Regions from separate parts of the Sus scrofa genome. Here region 2 is linked to region 1. Evidence: chromatin contacts called from public Hi-C data. All regions are on one chromosome and are shown on one strand. The core of a region is the stretch at or near the end of the contact, and the rest is flanking DNA. Distances in the headings are between cores, read along the strand shown.

The links. Hi-C and Micro-C count contacts between places; a contact is called where the count stands out from the background.
Region 2: a contact with region 1 is called in a Hi-C map of omental adipose tissue, with 2.7 times the contacts expected there. The contact joins two enhancer-like sites. A contact is called at or near these places in 1 of 5 promoter capture datasets (liver), 28 of 47 Hi-C or Micro-C datasets (adipocytes, adipose tissue, alveolar macrophages and 18 more) and 2 of 2 datasets of contacts at active chromatin or transcription factors (alveolar macrophages and skeletal muscle).

What each region holds. Positions count from the first base shown.
Region 1 is chr4:88,506,692-88,510,402 of Sscrofa11.1, reverse strand. LOC110260305 (a long non-coding RNA gene) reads left to right here. Exons shown (of 5, transcript XR_002343374.1): 3 at 907-1,942. Among named protein-coding and RNA genes, the nearest start is that of OLFML2B, 14 kb to the left of the region's middle. Within about 2 kb of position 2,137, at least 1 of the 83 cell types and tissues checked has an H3K27ac peak or open chromatin away from gene starts, as enhancers often do. A contact at or near this core is called in omental adipose tissue, where this site is marked.
Region 2 is chr4:88,774,780-88,778,490 of Sscrofa11.1, reverse strand. ATF6 (cyclic AMP-dependent transcription factor ATF-6 alpha) reads left to right here. Exons shown (of 17, transcript XM_021089515.1): 7 at 1,608-1,828. Among named protein-coding and RNA genes, the nearest start is that of ATF6, 30 kb to the left of the region's middle. Within about 2 kb of position 1,745, at least 4 of the 83 cell types and tissues checked have an H3K27ac peak or open chromatin away from gene starts, as enhancers often do. A contact at or near this core is called in omental adipose tissue, where this site is marked.

The DNA.
Region 1 (3,711 bases), core at 888-3,387:
TGTTAATCACACCCCATTCTCTGACATTTAACTTTTAAAACCTAATTTCATCTACTCACCCACATCCATCTCTCCTTCTAGAATTCCATGCTTAAGGTTCTCCAACCACTTGTGGGCAAAGTGGCATGTCTATGGAAAACATAAACCAACTGCAGAAGCAGTGGACAGTGAGATGTCTTATCTGAAGGACCTAGCATTTAGTTCCAGTGCTGCCACTCCAGCTGTGTGCCAACATGGGAAGTCATGGGCTTTTTTTGTCTATTCTCCAAGAAGTTGATTGGACTGAGCAATTTCCAGGGTGCTCCCTTTCAGCCCTAACATTTTTAATCCTTTAGTCCAAGCAGCTGAATTTATCAATACCTCTGTAGTGTGTTTTGGAACACAGTTGGATTGAATGTAGCTACCCACAGAAAAACGGTTGCTTTGTATGTTTTTGTAAGGCCATCAGTCACTCTAGAAAGTGTTGAATATTTGAATTGTGAGAAGGACAGACATCCCATGCTTTTCACGACACATTCCTGAACACTTGTGCATCCTGAGTTTCCTCAAATTGTAGCAACATGATTGCATAGCCATCATGTACAGTCAACACCTGAAGACAGGTGGGAGAGGAGGGAGGAGCACTGGGGCTGCCCCAGGGCATATGCCAGGGGAATTTGGCTGGTTTAGTCAGAAGTGGTAGGTCACTCCCTGTGGAGAGGAGTTCCAGACTAGCTCAGGCAGTAGGAGAAATGGTCTAGTTCCAGACTGGCTCACTCTGGGGTGGGGACAAGCTAAACCATGATAGTGCCACTGGCAAAACCCACGAACAATTCCTGGAAAATAAAAACAGAATCTGGTAATAAATTAAAGTCTAACCTTTTTTTTTCTTTCCTTTGTGCTTCATGTAGTTTCATTTGCTCATAGGGTACCACGTGCAGAGGCCTTACACCCAGCCCTCCAGACCAGAGTTCCTGGTGTGAAATGGCTACACCCAGCACCTCAGCTCACAGGCTAGTGCAGAAGCACTGCCCACGACCCCACAATTCCAGATGGCGGTAGCAGGATGCAAAGCAGGATGTGTGCAAAGATGCTGCTCCTGGCACTGTGATCTGGAGTCTGAGTAGCACAGCTGCAAGTAACCCAAGAACTCCACCTGTCCCAGCTGATGAGAACCCTCTAAAGCAGCCCCACCAAAGGCTTTCCAGGGAGAGTTTGTATTCTAGAGTGTGAGCTCACCCCTCTCCATTATTTGATCAAAGATTAATGCTTTCCTTTACTCCAGAGCCAAACTTAGTTTCGTTCTACTGGTCCAAATGACACTGGGCAGAAGGACCTTTGTAGGGGGCTGACTCAGAAGGAGAGTCGGTAACAAAATTTTGGTGACCACAAAGGTACAGACCATGGCCTTTTCAATTGTGCCTATGCACTAGGCTCCAAGCTTACCCAGGCTCCAGCTGGAGGATGGCAGAGGCTTTGGGAGGTTTGCCTGAGGATGACTGATCTTCAAGTTCACTTTCACAGGGTAGGATGGCTGCAGCCTTTGGGCAAATTCAGAGCAACTGTCCAGCAACCTGAACCTGGGTGTAGTATGTACACAGTGTAGCCCTGGAATCATCTAGACTGTGCCCCCTTTGAGGGGACTATACTCTGGCATCCTTGGGGACTGAAGCCTGAAACTCATGCTTGTCTGCCTGCTGCCTCTGGCTGGCCTTCCTGTGGTACCAGACCCCCAGGGATGGGGGGACCAGTGAACAAGAGGGGGCATGCAGTCTTGCCCGCTGTCTCACCAGTAGTGCTGTCCTCTTGTCCCTTGTACAAGGCAGTAATGGCTGCACCTGAACTTTCTGCCCTCCTTGCTGACCTCCAGGGTCCACAGTAGCATTCTCCATCGTCGCTTTTGTTTGGTGAAGGGAAGCAGCCAGCCCTGTGAGCCAAGAAGCAAGACCAGGAAAAGGCCCAGGTAATAAAGACTAATTGATGAAACAGAACAAGAAGCTCAATCTGAATTCAGCAAAAGGCACTGGGGATGCCTGAGTAAGAAACTATCCCGAGGCTGAACCATGACTTGACCTTTCTCTGTCAGCATTAGCTTCTCTGACCTGGGCTGGGGAGGCCTGTGAGTGGCTCACAAGACCAGGAAACACCCACTGCCCAACCTCTCACACCTGTCAATTAGGGTAATATAAAGGAAATCGATCAGGAGCCAACAGAAAAAGCTTCTGCATTCCTGGAGTGCCTCAGGGAGTGTCTCAATCTATACTGCCACTGACCCTCAGTCATCAGAAGGGAAATGCATTCCTCAGGTTCTATTTCATTTCTCAAAGTGACCCCAACATCAAGCGTAAACCTCACAAACTGGAAATAGAATCAGATAGTTCTACCTCTTGAACAGTCAAGGTTGCCTCCTGGGTGTTTAATAACCAAGATACACAGGAAGAAAAGTCAGAGGATAAAAAGACCCAGAGACAAGTCCACCTACTGGCTGTTGTCCCCCAATGTTAACTGGTCAGCACATCAATCTAGGCTAACTGCCCATGGAGACTCTAGACTCCAGTGAGTGACCCTCAGCCTCCGCCAAGGGCTAGTAAGCCAAGGAAATTAGGACCCAATCAATGCACCTTATGTAAACAAGAGGGACACTGGAAGAGGGACTGCCTCCTCAGCCCTGAATGGCAGGTCCTAGCCACTATGCTTGAAGGCAGATGGTCCAAATATATGAAGAATGATGAGCCAAAGGGCTCCTAAGCTGGCCCTCCAATTGACCCTGAGGATTCCTGACATTGAACATAGAAGGAAAGCCTGTTAAATCTTAGCAAACATCAGTGCCGTTTACTTCCTTCTGAACACCAGATCAGGCAAATTCAGTCACAAGAGTTGTAAAATTATGGGAGCATCAAGGGAAGGTCCAAGAACAGGCATTCACAGAGCCCAGTGGTTACCATAAAAGCTGTCACACACTAAACCCTGCCACCTTGCTACCTACAAAAACAGGGCCCTTGGAACGAGATTGTACAGCAACAATAGGCACAGTGATTCCAGTTGCCCCAACCTAGAAGCAAGCCTGTCCCAAATGCTAAAGAGGAGTTTGTGGAGAGGAGCTGTTTTATGAGGGGAAAGGGCTGGAGGGATATGCAGTAACCTCCCAGACCCAAGTCATAGAGGCACGAAGCCTATACCCAGGGACTTTTGCCCAAAAGGCCAAGCTGTTCACTCTCACCCGCGCCTTAGAGCTCAGGACAGGGAAAATCTTATATGTTTATCCAGATCCCCGGTGTGCATATGTCACCCTTCATGCACACAGGGCTATCTGTAGGGAAAGAGATATGCTTAGTATGAAGAATAAATAGGTGAAACCTGACCTAAGCATCCCGAGGCTCTTAGAAGCAGTACAGAAAAGGTGGCAGTGATTCATTGTAGGGGTCATCAAAAGAGATGCAGAGTATGGAGTTCCCGTTGTGGCTCAGTGGAAATTAATCTGACTAGCATCCGTGAGGACACAGGTTGGATCACTGGCCTTGCTCAGTGGGTTAAGAATCTGGCATTGCTGTGAGCTGTGGTGTAGGTCGCAGGCGCAGCTTGGATCCCACATTGCTATGGCAGTGATGTAGGCCAGCTGCTATAGCTTCGATGCGACACCTAGCCTGGGAACCTCCATAAGCCACAGTGTGGCCCTAAAAAGACAAAAAGAGAGAGAAGGAGAGATGCAGAGTTTATAAGGGAAACAAGAAA
Region 2 (3,711 bases), core at 496-2,995, 270 kb before region 1:
GACCTAGGCAGATTTGTATCTGCTTATGAATCATTTCTGTATTTTATGTTTTTATTTCATAAAATAAATTGTTCCAAGGGAAAATCAGAAGGTGAAAATATGTAGTAGTCATTTATGCTCAAGTAAATTGTACGTATTGCAAATTATTTTTAGTTTTTTCTTACTAATTTACTAATTTACCTGGGGTAAAATGCCAATTCTAGTTTTAGTATGCTTTTTGAGGCCATCTGAAATATAAAGACTTTGACTTTATGGAAGTGGGTTTTTGTTTTTTTTTTTCTTTCTCTTTTTCTTTTCTTTTTAAGCCACATCCACAGCATGCAGAAGTACCCAGGCCAGGGATTGAACCTGTGCCACTATATTGACAATGCTGAATCCTTAACTTTTAGGCCACCAGGGAACTCCAGATGTAATTTTTTTTTTTTAGGCTAAGGCAGATGTTCTTAAGAAACAGGTGTTTTGATTTTTAGTTTTCCTTGATCCTTTGAAATGCTGAGCTAAGTTTTACATGGGTCATGTTATACCATCAGAAAGCATTAGTGAATTATTTTCCCTTAAAAAAGAGTATTAATATACTAGGTGAAATTTTAGTTGCCAGTTACTTAGTACCTTTATTTTGCTAGATGGGCTCAAGTAAATGTGGATATTAGGTGAGACTTTCAACACCTTATAAAATTGGCCAGATCTGAAAGGAAACACTCAGCAGGCAAGTAAAATTTTTAATAGACCAGTGTTATTAGTTGTATGTGCCTTCTTTAGGTTAGCGATAGTAATTCTCCTCAGGTTAGCATTAAGGAAAGATTTGTAGACCATTATGGTGGGGAGTTGATATTATCTATGTACTATTTAAAATTATAGATTTGTTCCCTATGTCAAGTGAGAATTCCTTTCAAAAGGTTTTAACATTTTTGGTATTTGTAGCCTCTTGTTCTTCCAAGTATTGAGGTACTGAATCTCTGTTCATGTATTCTTGGTGTGGATGTATTTCTGAATTCCATTAATTTAAAGTATATGATTCTGTTTTCAGTATAGTTATCCATAATAGGAAAAATACTTTTAGCACTAATACATTTCAGAGGTTAAGACTTAGAGAAATCCATGTATAACGTAAGAAATTTGATATATGTTAGTTGAAAGAGTGTGGAAATATGTTGTTAGCGACAGCTTAAAAGAGAATGAATTTTGTTGGTTTCATTAAAAATAACAACAGGAGTTTCTGGTGTGGCTCAGTGGAAATTAACCTTTGGCTAGTATCCATGATGATGCAGGTTTGATTCCTGGCCCCACTAAGTGGGTTAAGGATCCGGTTTTGCGGTGAGCTGTGGTGTAGGCTGGCAGCTGCAGCTCCAATTTGACCCTTAGCCTGAGAACTTCCATATGCCTCATCTGTGGCCCTAACCCCCCCCCCAAAAAAAAACCCCCAAAACAATAGCAGTAAAAGTCAGTATCAGTATGTGCTGCTACTGATTGTGTTTTAATTGGTGGTTTCAAATCCCTCTGTGTGATCTTACCTATTACTTTGCAGAAGAGACCTAAACGTTAAACAGCTTCCCTTGCTGCAGTAGTTAATGCACCCTCTGATTCCTTTTCATTTTTCTCTATTGCAGGTCAGACGGTGGTGCTCTCTCAGCCTACCATGGTACAACTCCAGGCACCTGGAGTTCTGCCCTCCCCTCAGCCAGTCCTTGCTGTCACTGGGGGCGCCACACAGCTACCTAATCACGTGGTGAATGTGGTCCCAGCCCCTGTGGCAAATAGCCCAGTGAATGGAAAACTTTCTGTGACTAAACCTGTGCTTCAGAGTACCATGAGAAGTGTGGGTTCAGATGTAAGTTTTGAAACTTAGTACTTTTTTAATGCCTGATTTAAAAAATGAAAACAGTACGAAACACTTTTTTGTTGCCTTGTTTTTGTTTTTGTTTTTTAAAGTTTGTCATATTGTGTCAAATGTGCTGAAATTGCCCATCCAATCTTTGGCAGAAAGTTAGGGTAAGGCTTACTATGTTAGAATCTAAATGAAAGGTTTTAAAGAGTCTTAAGTGGTTTGATGAAAAGAGAAGTATGCATATCTTCTTTAAATCCTTCTTTTGAACCTTTTCATCACATTCCTCCTAACCGTAACCCCCAACTCAATCATATACTAGTATTTTACAGGATTCTTTCATGTTTCCTGATTGAAATGTTTTTGGCAACTCCCCAGATAAGAGTCTGCAGACTGCTTTTGAGTCAGGGTTTATATTTAGCTTTTCGCTTGACTTATTGAAGGATTTTCACCACCACATAACGATGACTTGCTGCTCTTAGGAATTCTGTTTCTTAATAATTATTTAGTATTTTCCCATCTTTGCAAACCTTCAGGTCTTCTGTTGCAGGGATTTTTTTTTTTTTTTTTTTTGTAATTTATAAATCACAGAACATTTCCTAAGATCTCTCACAGGCTAAGACCAGTTACAGTACTTGCCTGCTAACTCTTGCTTTCTTTAAAAGTGATGTAAAATACCTCATGTTATGTATTAAACAGTAATTGAACATTATGGGCCTAAAGTTTAATGAATGTTAAAGTCAAATAATTAGTATAAAAGTGGATTCTCTAAAATTGTGATTGGGAAAGCAAATCCTATATGTTTTCTTTAAAATAAAAGTGTTTATTATTGGTGGTTACTATTGCTACTCTACCTTTTCTTTAGGTCTTGCAAAGTACTTTTAAAATCCTGTGAGTTATGTAAGGTTGTTTATCAGACTACTGACTGATCTGTCTACCAGAATTTATTAAGTAGCCCATTTAGTTGTGAAATTACTCTACTGTTGCATAAACACAACCAAGTAATCTCCATCAGCAGTATCGTAAAGCCCCATAATGAAAAAATATTATCTAGTGGAAGTAGAACATTAAAGTTCTACATGAATTCCCCCAGTTTATATAGATATTGAAAACAGTGCATGCCAAGACATGAATGAGGAACATTAGTTTCATATGAGAATAGGCATGGATAATTCAGGATTAATTTTGACTATTATTATGTTTATTTTGAGGACTAGAAAAGGTAAGGACAGTGCTTGTGGTGTAATAGGCACTAGTGCATAGTATGTGTTTCAGTTGATGAAATGATATGATGCTGGAATTTGCTTTAAAAAGCTATGGGGAGGTGACGAGCGCAGGATAGAGGAAACATGTTTGGCAAAATGTTGATAACACTTGAAGTTGGGTATGAAATTTCCTTTTGGGAAATTTTCTATAATAAGTCAATGAACAACAAGAACAAAAGTCTAAAAATCTTTCATATTTTCAATTAAAAAGTTGTATAGTCAATAAAGAAGTATGTTTTTCGCAGACTGAGAAAATTAAAAATGATGAGGATTTTTGCATGCAGATAGATTCTATGTCATTTCTAGTGATTGGTCTGTTCAAATTATCTGTTTCTTCCTGTCTTAGTTTTGGCAAGCTGTGTGTTTCTGGAAACTTGTTTGTTTCTTTTAAGCTTTCCAATTTGTTGGCATATAACTATTCATAATATTATGATTTTTTTGTATTTCTGTGGTATCAGTTGTTAATTCTCCTTTTTCATTTCTTATTTTGTTTGAGTCCTCTTCTTGGTGAGTCTGGCTAGATGTTTGTTGATTTTGTTTATGTTTTCAAAAAACCAGCTCTTGGATTTATTGATCTTTTCTATTGTTTTTGATATCTATTTTATTATTTTGTTTTTCAAATTC